2 separate regions of the Sus scrofa genome follow, and region 2 is linked to region 1. The links are chromatin contacts, called in public targeted proximity ligation maps. All regions are on one chromosome and are shown on one strand. The core of a region is the stretch at or near the end of the contact, and the rest is flanking DNA. Distances in the headings are between cores, read along the strand shown. Region 1 overlaps LOC106510109 (a long non-coding RNA gene). Region 2 overlaps LOC106510109 (a long non-coding RNA gene).

The links.
Region 2: a targeted proximity ligation map of skeletal muscle shows a contact between it and region 1, with 3 times the contacts expected there. A contact is called at or near these places in 14 of 47 Hi-C or Micro-C datasets (alveolar macrophages, brain, embryonic fibroblasts and 8 more) and 1 of 2 datasets of targeted methods (skeletal muscle).

What each region holds. Positions count from the first base shown.
Region 1 is chr4:82,554,033-82,556,732 of Sscrofa11.1, reverse strand. The region is part of intron 4 of LOC106510109 (a long non-coding RNA gene); the gene reads left to right. Among named protein-coding and RNA genes, the nearest start is that of XCL1, 120 kb to the right of the region's middle.
Region 2 is chr4:82,631,544-82,634,243 of Sscrofa11.1, reverse strand. The region is part of intron 1 of LOC106510109 (a long non-coding RNA gene); the gene reads left to right. Among named protein-coding and RNA genes, the nearest start is that of TBX19, 66 kb to the left of the region's middle.

The sequences.
Region 1 (2,700 bases), core at 98-2,597:
CATCTAAATCAATGCTGGGACCAGGATATAAACCCACTCCTCCCCAATTCCATGCATGCTACTTGCTGAAAGGAAGAAGAAAGAAGAAAGCAAATTTACTTTTGAGGGCTCATGACTGCCCCCAGGGGTCCATCTGTGCAGAACATGCACGTCCACTAAGGCTTCATGGGTTGGCAAAGATTACATTAGGTCTAAGGCCTCCTTTTGTCTCCACGAAGTCCCTCTCCCAAGTCTCAAACCAAATGAAGAACTTACCCATTTCTAAAGATTTCTGGGACTGAAAGCTCCCTAATCCTTCCTTTTCTACATTTTCTATGTTGAATAAAAACTCTAAGAGAAGCTTCCATACTGAATTTTTGTATCCGCGGATCAATCTCAGAATCAAAACTCAGGCAATTGGAATGCCGAGTCTGCTGTAGGCACCCTGCATTTAGAAATCTGACATATGAGCTGTGGAGAGCTGATTCTCTCTGTTGCCACAGAAACCAAATTGAGCTGGATTTAGCATTAAATTACAGGGTACACACAGAGATGGAGTTAAACATTTGTCTACCACTGCTTTTTTTCTTTTCTTTTTCAAATTGAACCTTGCCAGTAAGTGGTAGCAACACCTGCAAAGCTAACTGTTGTGCCAAAGGAGTGGGGGTTCTGGGAGCTTCGTAAATGGCAAGGACCTTGATTTCTGCCAAAGGCAGGGTTACTGCCCCAAGCGTGTCCCTTCAAGGCTTTAGGTCCTGCCAGTTCAAAAGGAACATCTCAGGGAAGATGAGAAAGAATTATGGAGAGTCTAGAGCTATGGCTACTGATTCAGTTGCCACATTTGGCCTCTGAACACTTGAAATGTGGCTAGTTCAAATTAGGAAGTGTTATAAATGTGCAACACATGTCAGATTTCCAAGGCTCAGTATGATAAAAAGAATGTAAAATGCCTCATTCATTTTTAATGGTTATTACATGTTGAAAAGATAATATTCTGGAACTCTTGGCTTAAATACAATGTATTACTAAAATTACTTCCACCTGTTTCTTTTGACAACTTTTAATGTTTGCTACTAGAAAATTTAAAATTATGTATGTGGCTCATATTACATTTCTATGGGACAGTGCTGCTTCCAGGACTGTTGTAATGCTAAGTTGGTTTGCTATCAACCAAAGCTGCTTAATCTTGAGATACTTCAGATTCTTCATCTGCATGATGGCAGTTCTAATATCCTTTCTGGCTTCTTCGCAGGTTTACTATGAAGATTTAATTTGATGCTAGAGTGGATTCTGCAGCATACTGTTCAGATACCCCTTTTAGTGTCAAGGTACTTATCCCCCCAGCTGCCAGAATGTTGGCTGCTGGTGACTCATAGCTGAATCCTTCTGGAATTGCTTGCAGCTGTTCTTTCAGATAGCTCTGTAGAATGCAAGTGGTTCATACAGAATCAAGCAAGGCAGGGTTAGAGATCACAAAGAAGCTGCATGAGCAAATGCTTCAGACCCCCATATCACCACTGCCATTGCCTCTCCATCAGCTGACCCCTATGCCTATGGCTGCAATGGAGCCTCCGTTATCAACTACATTTGGAGGAGAAACGCTCATGTTTGCATCACAGATGTGTTGGCTTTATATGGGGGTGAAGGCTGAAAGTGGACGGCTGTGAACTACAGCCCCACTTGCCAGTAGTCCATAAAGACAGATGAGAGGAAATCCTCTTAATAGGCAGTTGCAGTGGAGGTCCTAGTCATCCATTCTGTGTGGAAATAGAAGTGGACCAAAGTAATAATAAGACTCTTGAGGAATAGTGAATCGTTTTGCTCTTGGTCAGGGGACTGGAGAGAAAAGACTGGAAGATTGAGGGCATGGGAGGCTGGGGAAGAGGTGTGTAATGGGCTTCCAGCAGTGAGCATAAAGAGCAAGGATCTTTGCATTGCCTATTAATACCACTGGGGAGCAGTCATGGTGGGAGAGGCACTAAATAACTAAGTAGATGAAATGACTCGGCCACTTGACATCAGCCAGCCTCTGTCATCAGCCACCTTAGTGTTTGAGCAACAGGTAGTAGTCCCATGGTGGCAGGGCTCAAGGAAGTCCATGTGGTGTACACTCTAAATACACAATCACTGTAGGACACTGTGACCCCAAAAGATAGCATTTATGGATCCAGGAACCCAAAGTGAAAGTAGGAGTGGTCCTGCTTACTGTCCCTCCCAGTGACTCAACTGTGGGATTGGTGACAGCTGCAGACTCTGTGGGCCTAACGGTGCTGTTTTCCAGAAGGAGAATGCTTTCATCAGAATATACAATAAGTGCCTATTATACTTTAAGCTGTCATTGCCATCTGGTCTCTTCTGGCTCCTTGTACCAAGGGATGAGCAGGCAAGGAAAGACGTCATGACCCTGGAAGGAGTCACTGACCCTGGTAATCAGGAGGAAGCCATGCTCTTGTTATATAAAGGGGTAGCAAAGAATATGTCTGGCATCCACTTGTTCTAATGGGGCATCTCCTGGCACTCCTCTGCCCCATATGAGATAAATGGAAAAGGTCAACAGTCATGCCCAGAGAGAGGTGTGGTGATCAGGGCCTTGATCTCTTCAGGGATGAGTGTCTGGGTCACCCAACCAGGTAAGATACCTAGAACCACAAAGATGATGGCCAGGGGTGAGAGGAATCCAGAATGGATGAGAGAGGAGGGAGATGTGAAAATCACTTGCAG
Region 2 (2,700 bases), core at 79-2,578, 78 kb before region 1:
AAAATTCAAAAAGAGTCAGGCTACTCTCAACCCAGGAAAGGCAGTGGTGAGCTCTGCTGAAGAGATACGTCGATAAGAATTCAGAGCTTTTGCAGATAACAATGAGACATCACAGAGAGCTTCAGGCAGATAAGCAAGCTATGGGCACAGAGCATATTAAAAAACCCCACTTCTTAAAGAGATTCTGAATATAGGCATAACTCAGTTTATTGTGCTTGACTTTATTGTGCTTTGCGAATATTGCAGTTTTTACAAATAGAAGGTTTGTGGCAACTCTGTGTTGTCAGATGATGGTTAGTTTTTTTTTTTTTTGCAATAAACTTTTAAAATTAAGGTATGTGCATTATTAGTTATTTTTTAAATTTTATTTTTTTAAATTGAAGTATAGTTAATTTAGTTGTGTTAGTTTCAATTGTACAAGTTTAAGCAAAGCGATTCGGTGATACATATATATCTAGTATTCTTCAGATTCTTTCCCATTATAGGTTCTTACAAGATACTGAGTTTAGTTCCCTGTGCTATATAGTAGGTTGGGTATGTATCTTGCTTTTTTTAAACATAGTGCTAATGCACACTTAATAAATTTTAGTATAGTGTAAACATAATTTTTTACATGCAGGGAGAAACCAAAAAAATTGTGTGCCTAGGCTTATTGCAATATTCATTTTATTGCAGTATTCATTTTTTACCAAACCTTCAGTATCTGTGAGGTATGCCTGTATTTTGAAATGGAGGCAGTGATCACTTCCTACAGGAAGAAAAATATAAGAAATGAACATCATTCTACTTTTCAAAACAGGGCAGATAATTTGCAAGCTCAGGGAAGGCTGTGGATACAGTGTATTGCTGTTTCTGCTGGCATTTGGGGAAGAGTGTTCTGTCTTATCTCGGTGGAGAAGAGTGTATACTTTTGATTGGACACTATCGTTAGATGTACCCAGACCTGTTGGAACAAATAGTACCCCTCTTCAAGCCTGTGGGACCATCTCTGGCTGAGGCAGAGGACTTTATCCTTGACCTTGTCTTTGTCCTGTTCAAGAGCATGACTCATTTGAGGAAAGAAACATTTTGTAATCTGGCAGATGAGACAAAGCTCAAAGCAACCTGGTGATGGCAGGGCAGAGATTTGAAAATAATTTTAGTGGCCTGGAATTAGGCTGAAGCTGAAACTAACATGATGCAGTTAAAAACTTCATAGATTTTAAAAAAAGCAGTTGTTCAAATATAGAACAAGAACTGTTCTGGGAAAAGATCCGGGGGTAATGAGATACAGCAGCTGAAGAAGTAATGGGAATTCAGAGACATGCAGGCTTAGATAAGCGTGAAGACATTGGCCTCTGGACTCTGGCCCATGCTTCCCGGCCTGGGGTTCGCTGTGGACTTGCCATCTGAGGAAGAGACTCAGAGCCCCCAGAAGGATTAGGAGGCTTGAGAGAAAAAAAAAAAACAAAAAAAAAACAAAAAAGCCCACAAAATAGGGGTATTTTAAGAAAGAGTGAGGAAGTGTAAAGGGAGACATACTTTTAAATCTTGAACAAGATTTTATGTACAAGTGGGACTGACTGGTTTTAGGTGGCATCACACGCCAGAAGTAGTTCTCTAAGCCTGTTCTTATAGGCTTCACCCCCTCGGTTCCCAGAAATCATTCTAACAAGTCTTCCCTGAGCACCTGGCAAAAAAATCAGCCCATTATCTTTTTTTCCATACTCCTCTCCCTACTGTGTTTTTCTTCACAGCACTGTTAGCAATTGAATACCAATGATTGCTTGTTTCTGGGCAGTTTTTGAGAGGCAGTCAGATTTGGTGTGGGATGCTAGGTGGTAGAGTCTGACTGCCTGGTTCAGATCCCGGTCTTGTTTCTTTCTGAGCATCTAACCTGTTTGTTAACCTTTCAGAACTCCATCTCATCTATAAAATGGGGAATAATAATTGTACCTGCTTCCCAGGGCAGTTGTAAGCATTAAATGAACATCTTCCTGCAAAGTGCTTAGAAGCACGCCTGCCTTTGTACTCATACTCAATAACTGTTTTCTGTTCTTGTTTTATTATTATTATTATTATTATTACCATACTAGAATGCAAACCTCTATAAAGGCAGGAACTCTGTTTTGTTTCAGTCCTACAAAAAGAGGGTTTAATAGGTGAAAGTTTCAAGCAGCCAGATGGTATTTTGTAGTGAGTGGGAACTTGTCCTAGAACAAAGGTCTTCAAGATAAGAAAAGCTGATTGGAAGGTAATGAATTCAGGCATCAGAGATATTGAGGGAGAGGCTGGTGGCCCTTGATTTGGAGCTGGGGTACCCTCTGTTGAGGGTACTCTGTAGCTTCTGAGTGGGGAAGTGACCTAATAAAGGGACAAATAATAAAGGGACAAAGGACATTAACTGAGTTTGGTGCCAGGTACGGTACCTTTGTATATAAATAACAGAAGCAGACTCTGGGGCTTACAGCTACTTGGAAAGCTGGAGAAGCAGGCTTGAAAACAGGTGCAACCAGGTTGGCTCTGGTGGGTCATGAGGGCAAGGGGTCCAGGGTGCTTTAGTCATAATTCTCAGTGATATGGTTCACTGGCTTCTGTTGTGTGAATGGGGCGGACTCTCTCCTGTGAAGGCTCACAAAATAGGAAATTTAACCAAGTAGAAACTGGATTGCATGGCAAATGTCCCTTGACCCCACTTGCTGAATATGCATCTTCCCAGTG